Linked DNA regions of Mus musculus: region 1 is linked to region 2. The links are chromatin contacts, called in public capture Hi-C maps. All regions are on one chromosome and are shown on one strand. The core of a region is the stretch at or near the end of the contact, and the rest is flanking DNA. Distances in the headings are between cores, read along the strand shown.

Evidence for each region. Capture Hi-C pulls out chosen DNA fragments and counts their contacts.
Region 1: a contact with region 2 is called in a capture Hi-C map of macrophages, with 4 times the contacts expected there. The contact joins the promoter of Clstn3 here to the promoter of Clec4a1 in region 2. A contact is called at or near these places in 1 of 39 promoter capture datasets (pre-B cells), 1 of 115 datasets of contacts at active chromatin or transcription factors (embryonic stem cells) and 1 of 9 other capture datasets (macrophages).

The regions. Positions count from the first base shown.
Region 1 is chr6:124,462,503-124,466,280 of GRCm38.p6, reverse strand. Clstn3 (calsyntenin 3) reads left to right here and starts at 1,497. Exons shown (of 18, transcript NM_153508.4): 1 at 1,497-1,860. The coding sequence starts at 1,797.
Region 2 is chr6:122,919,737-122,923,168 of GRCm38.p6, reverse strand. It overlaps Clec4a1 (C-type lectin domain family 4, member a1), which reads right to left and starts at 1,321. Exons shown (of 6, transcript NM_199311.2): 1 at 1,090-1,321. The coding sequence starts at 1,195.

The DNA.
Region 1 (3,778 bases), core at 248-2,747, 1.5 Mb before region 2:
TACCTAATAAAAAAAATTGAAAAAAAAAAGTCTAAAGCCTAAAACCCCAAGAAATTCCAAGATTATAAGGCCTTGAATACATTTTTAAAATAAATTATTTAGAATATATATATATATATATATATAAAGAGATGCAGCCCCACTCTGCCCCGCTGCAGTGATGGGCTCTGGTCTGCTGTGTGTAGCCCTGGAGCGACTGAGACTTAACAAAGTCATTCCTGGCTTCAGCTTTTTCTGTGGAATGACCTTAGAGCTGTCTGTCATTCAGAACTTGAGCTTTCTGAGTGTCAGTCTTGGCCTCCGAGTCATTTCGGTCAGGTTTGGGAACCCCGAGGGACGGGCTTCCACTGGAGGCTGCTGTGGCAGGCAGTGTGTGGAGCAGCTGTGAGTTCTGGCTTTATTCTTAGACTGAGAGGAAGGGGAGGGAGGGGGCATTCAGAGGTGTGAGTTGGGAGTGAGGACCGCCACAGGAGACAGGAGCCACAGTACTAAAGGCCTGGACTCTAGGCCTTCACAGCTCTTCCCCTGCCCCCTTACCATTGGCTGAATATGGTTCTTAAACGGGTGTTCTTGGTCTTCTGGGGCATGTTTGGGGAGGCAGAGGAAATGACCATCAGTGAGGGATGAGTTCAAGGGAAGGCTGAAGATTTTATACTCTTTGATTTGGGACCCAGGGTTTCCCTCTCAGTTCCGAGTCCTGGATACCATCAGCCCTCAGCCAAGGCACATCCTAACGGCTTGGAGGATATTGAAATCATTGTGTACCATGTCTGCAGCTGCCCACTTGCCTCCCAAACTGACCAATGATGTGGGGCAGCTCGATCACAGTTTAAGGTGGGGAAATCAGGGACTGTAAGCAGTAAGAAAAGACGATCTCAGATGCAGATGAACTGCCCTTCCAGGAGCGTGTGTGGAAAGGGCTGCCGGGAGTCCTTCCTCTTCCTCACCTAGGGCTCTTGTCATAGGTTTTTTTTTTTGTTGTTGTTGTTGTTTTTTTTTTTTTTTGTCTGTCTATCTGTCCGTTAGGTTTTTCTGGCCCTCCGCTGTCGCCCACAGGGCCCTGAGTTGGAACTGAAATGCTAGAATTTCCTACTCGAGGTTTTGCCTCCAGGTTTCCAGAAAGCACGCAGCAGGGACTAGCTAATGGAATGGGCTGTGGAAAGAGGTTAATGCAGAATTGGGGGTGGGTGACGTGGATACTGCCTCTCTTGGCCACCCCCAAGGCTCTTGACGTCTCTGTCTCACCCTACCTCCTGCCTTTCGGCTAGGTCTTCTGATATCCTTCGTATCTTCTACCCACTCCATGGCTTTCCTGCTTCCTCTCTAGCCCCCGCAGTTCCTCTGCTCCCCCAAACTGCAGCCAGGGGAAAAAGCCCTAACACATTCTCCCGCCCCTGCTCCCCAGTCGCATTGGTTCCCTACCCCCCCTTGCAGCACCTGGTGCCCTCAGTCTTCTAATTGGCCAGCGGCCCCATCAATCCTTGCCTGGCTGTGCTGACGTCATCCTGCAGTAGCGGGGATGGGGTGGGAGTGAGAGAGAGATAGAGAGAGCAAGCGAGAGTGAGGACGCTGGGCTGGAGACTGAAGAGAGAAGCTACTGCAAGTCCCCCATCTCAGCCACCCAGCGGGTCTGAACACATCTGCTATATGGACTAGAGTGGTCGGCAGGCTCCTTTCCGATCTTGTCCCCCTGCCCTTCCCTCGTAGTCTCTGCATTTCTCCCCCAAGGTGGCATTAGCAGGCTTGAGGCTCCCAGGGGATAGGAACGCCTGGCCTGGCGTGCTTAGCACCGCACCATGACCCTCCTGCTGGTGTCCCTTTTGCTGGCCTCTCTGCTTCAAATCAGCTCTGGCAACAAAGGTGAGATAGACGGGGATGGGAGCCTCTGAACTGGGGCGTCAGGCTGAGCAATATGGGGGTAAGGAGGGAAGGGGATGTTCAGGCTCTCTGGTGTCCGAGACAGGTGTCCTTTCCTTTCTCACCACCCCCTTTCCATCCTTTTTTCAGACTGGCTCTCACTTCCAAGGGCCAGCTCCTCCTCGCTGGTCCATCTCTACATGTGCTTGCCTAACATCCTGCTTGTATATCTGTTCCCACCTGGGGTCTCTCTGCCCCCTCCCCCAACCCTTCCATGCTGGTAGATACCTCCTGTCTCAAAGGGACTTGCTCCCCGAGGGTGACATTCCCTCAGGTTCCGTTTCACTGGGTGTTCATGCATACTAAGGGTGTGTGGCAGATCCATCTGGCTGTCTTCATCCCTTCCTGGGGAGAAACTGTGTACCGCAGCTCAGTAATTCCGAGCACGTATGTATTTTCGTGTCTCTCTGCATCCATACCCTTCTGCCTGCATCCGCTGGGTTGTGGGTTACCACAGCTGCCCTCTCTGGCAGAGAGCAGATAAATTCAACTGGGTGAGACTGTCAGAGGGAAGGGGAGGTTGGGGCCAGGGGCCGAGGGTTCAGGTAGGTAGAGGGGACAGAGAAAGTCTGAAAAGGGAAGAAAAGGGTGTGTGTGGAGGGGTGCTCCAGGAAGGAGGTGAGAAGGGAATCTGAGGAGGGAAGGGGAGGTGAGGAGTGGGAATAAGAAGTGGATCAGAAAGGAGGAAGGTAGAGGCAGAAGGAGGAAAGGAGAGAAGTGGGGGAGGAGGAAATCAAGGAAGAGCCAGGAAGCAAAGAAGGGATGAAGAACGGATATAGGGCAGCAGGTAGACATAAGACAGGGGTAGGAAGGAGGGCTCATTTGGTAAGGGCATAAAGACAGGGTTGTAGGGTGCCTGGCTCGGCCCTTGGTACCCTCTGCTCTTCTGTCTGCTGTCTCCCATGTCTGGCTGGAGCTCCTACCTCAGGGTGGTCCTCCTGGCTCTCAGGCTTCTTCTCACTTCCTGCTCGGCCTCCCATACACCATCTCGAGGCCTTCATTAAGGGAGAGGGTTACGGTGGTCATCCCCACGAAATGGAGAGGCCTGCAGATACCAGGATGTTGGTTGGGCTGTGGTTATGGGAATGGACAGAAATCAAAATTTCTTGCTCATCATGAGACACTGGGGTGAGAGCCCTCTGGTGACTCAGTTTCTCTCTGATGATCTATCCTCCCCTCTCCATGTCTGCCTTTGGGAACATGGATGGGGGGCATAGTGGAGTTAGGTGGAGCAAGTGGTGGAGGTTGGTTCTAGGGATGTATGTTTTCCCTATGACATCTCGAGAGCTTGAAGGAAGTTGATCCTGGGGAAGAGACCCTCCTTGAGAGGAGTCTGGTAGGAGACAGTGTGATGTGGAATAGGCAAAATTAGGGTTCAGACAGGTCTGTGGGGGAGCACGGGGTGTGGAGATCCCGAGAGGACCTAGAATGTACCGGTTATGATTGTATTCTCTTGGGTGTGGGGATGGGAAGGGAGGGATTTGCTGTGTTTCTAGGCCAGCTCCATAATCCCTTAGGATGGGTCCAGGCACAGCGCTGATTTCTATCTTCTATCCCTTCCCCTCTGCCCCCTCCTGCTGTCCTATATAATTGCCTTCTTTCCTTTCTCCTTTTCTGGGAGAGCGGTCTGAAGTCTGGGCCCGATCTGGAGAAGTATAGGGTGAAGGGTTGAAATCCAGCAGGTGGGAGAAGGGGTAGAAAGGGGGTAAACGACTGAGATTTCAGGAAACTGGGCTCTACTCTTGCCCCAAGTCTTAACTCTCAGTTCATCCTTCCCGTCCTTTCTCAAGACCTTCCGAGGGCTCACCATTGTTTCCTGAGGTTCCCATCACCATTTGCTACGGCAAAAAAAGACCTTATA
Region 2 (3,432 bases), core at 72-2,571:
GGCATAAAAGAAAGGGAGAAAGAAGAAGAGAGTAGTGGGGAGGAAGAGGCAAATGTCACAGCTGCTTTCACACTTGGTGAACTTAGATGTGTGGTGTGTATGTGTGTGTGAATGTATTTGTGTATGTATGTGTGAGTGCTGGTGTGTATGTGTGTTTGTTTATGTGGGTGTGGGTATGTGTGCATGTATGTGTGAATGCATGTATTGTGTATGCTGGTGTGTGTGTATGCTTCTGTGTGTGTGTATGCATTTGTGTGGAGATATATGAGTGTGTTGGTGTGTGGGTGAGTATGCATTTATGTATGTGTGCACATGTATATTCGTGTGTGTGTGCATTTGTGTGAGGAGTGTGTGTGTGTGTGTATGTGTGTGTGTGTGTGTGTGTGCGTGCGCGCACATGTGTGTAGAAATAGATATGTGCCATGAAAGCAGAAGGGAGGAATATTTCAGAAAGAGGAAGGGATGATCAAGAGAGCAAGGAGAGAGAATGGGATAGGGTTAGGGATGTACACAAGGGATAGTGATGTCTGTATAAAATGCCAAAATGAATCAAATGGTTGGCTTACACGCTAGCTAAAAATTAAATAAAATTCTCTCAGAAATAGTATAGACCCTAGTAACTCTAGCAATAGAACTTATACTCAGCAAGGATGAGGCCCTGCTTCCTGTCCCCAGTATGGGTGGAGAAAGGGACACTGAAACTCCCCTTCAAGATAAAACTATCCCCCAAATATCAATATCTGAAAGTTATGACATGCTGGTAAGTAAACAGAAAACAAAGTAATAGATAACATTATTTTCACAGGTAAAGTATCGTTTTACATACATAAAAAACATGCAGTAGAACTCAAACTTTCTCTAAAGACAGTATCCTGAACTCATTTCTTTGCCCAGTACAAGGCAAAGCCTTTCAAAGCTACTTGACAGACAGTTGAACCTGCTGAATTATCTCCTGTCTCACACCACAGCCTCTGAGACAGCCAGCACCAACATCCCGCAGGCCTTGTTCGTAAACACCTTCTTTCATTTCACCATTAGCTTAGAACACCAGAAAATGATTCACTGTTCTGGGGGTGCAGGAAGGTTTACCTGAAGACGAGTCTGAGACGGTACATGAAGACGAGTCTGAGATGAGGCCTGAGGAAACAGGTTGATTTTTGAAGTTCACGTCAGTATAAATGTTTGGTAATGCCATATTGAGAAGAGACCTGCTTTCTTCAGAGAACCTGTGTCAGTCTTAATACACTTAATATAAACGAGAAATAAACATGGTAAGGATTAATCCAGCATCCAGGATAAGGTGCAGAGACACTTAATGGGCAAGTACCTCTGAGAGTACAGCATGAAAATTTAAAACCACAGGGTGGAACTCTCTGGGCCACAGAGGGCTGATCCCCACAACCAGAAAAAAAAAAAAAAAAAAAAAAAAACAGAATTGCAAGCTTCAAACGCATTTGTCATGGATATGCAAACACTGTGGACACTGTGGCCTGAACAGGGAAGAGGAAGAAAAGTGGCAAGGAAAGGAAAAAGAGGAACCAGGCATTAGAGAAGTTTCCCCTGAAACCGGTGCTCTCAGCACTCCACAGCAGAGTTTGGGCATTTCCACACACAAACGTGATTTCTGCAACCAACATGAGCTAAAGCTGCCTATAGGGAGAAACAACATTCACTCTAGCCAAACAGCCGAGTTCTGACCTCTCCATTCTAAGAGGGTCCTTGACCTTGGCATCTTTCTGGCTCTTCAGAATGTGCACCACTGTAAGACAGGGCAGATTTCCAAAGTCTGCAACCTGTGTTCCTTCATCTTGGGAGTGAGGAGCTCCTAAAAACCAAGCCAAAGCCCTGGGATGGCTCTGGACTTTGTCTTCTGCTGTGTCGAGTTCCCACCTCTTCTAGCAGTTCTTCTGCTTTCTCCAGATTCCCTGGGAGACTCTGGAGGCTGGCAGACTGTGCCTGGCTGTCATCTACCATCTTCACTCATGCTATGTGCTGCTTTTTAGAGTGTGCGCGCACACACACACACTGCCCCGTATGCATGCTCCCTACACAGACCCTGAGATCATTTCTCCCGAGTGTCTCAAGTTTGTTCTATATCTTCTCAGGAACATGAGAAGCTCAAGGCACTGGGAGATTAAACCTTATGTGTCTTACCTACGGAGTCAACACAGTTCTTCACAACTCAGGAATAGGAGGATATGCTTTGTCAAGCTTGGCTGTGAAGCATGGATGCGCACACAATCACATACATGCCTGCAACGCACATACCACAGCATCGAGACGCTGTGGGCTGCAAGGAGCAGGCCCTCCTTCAGTAATGTGGCAAAGTTGCAATTGACAAGAGAAGCCACAGAAAAATTAGATACCTGAGGAGAAAAAGGCCAAATGCTAGGAAATCAGCAGCATTCTTAAAATAGCTGAAGGATCAGAAACAAACATTAGGTCATTTAAACTGAGTGCTGTGAAATAGTTTAAAAGATATCCACATAACTAGCTCAGAATAAACCAATGAACCATCCACCAATCCAAGGGAGGCCCAGCCCCAGGAGAACTCACCAGCAGCCACCCAAGAAGGCAGTGATGGATGGTGAGACACAAGGGGCCTGTGCAGGTACCTGGTGCCAATATGTAGAATTTCTCCAGAGAAAAAGAACCATCCTGGGACCCCACATTCAAGTGCCCAAAACTGTCAACCCAAAGTCACAGCTCTTACCACAAGGGAAGTAAGTAACAGTTTATTCTGGAGTCAAATATGAGTGACACTGATGTGGAGATACAGGGTCCTACTCTTCCCAATGCCGTGTTCTAGTGTGCTGCTGACATTCATAAAGTCTTTATAGTTGTGGAAGGAAGCAGAGGCAGTAATTGTCCCCAATGAGAGTAACTTGGAAGAAATGTAAGAACGTTGCAAAAGAATTCAAAAGTGAGTTCAAACAATTCAAAAGAATGATAATGATTATGCTCCCAAAAGTCAGCCTAGCATTAGAACGGCACTACCCATAAATCTCCCCCTTAATGGAGACATCTCTAGAGCAGGACATCCTCCCTGCCTCTGTGTCTCTGAAACAACATTCTTCCTGATAAGCTGCCAAACTCTCCAGATGCCTGTCCTTGAGACCTTAAAGAAATAACAAACTCAAAGGAGATTAGGGCCCCACATTTAAATCATGAAGGAAAGGTAATCAGAGAGCACAGACAGTTACAACCGGCCATAAAATTAGTCCCTGAACAGACACACATTAACCGCCCCCCCTTCCCGGCTTCAGTTCCATCCCACCAAATGATTACAGCCCTCCTCTCCCCTTTTCTGTGAACATTCAGGAGATTCCTAACTGTACTGTATATAAACCCAGTGTTTTCCAGACTCAGGCATCCCTTGCCAGCATTCACCCTGTGAGTGTGAGGCATGTGATCCGAGTTCAAACTTGAAAC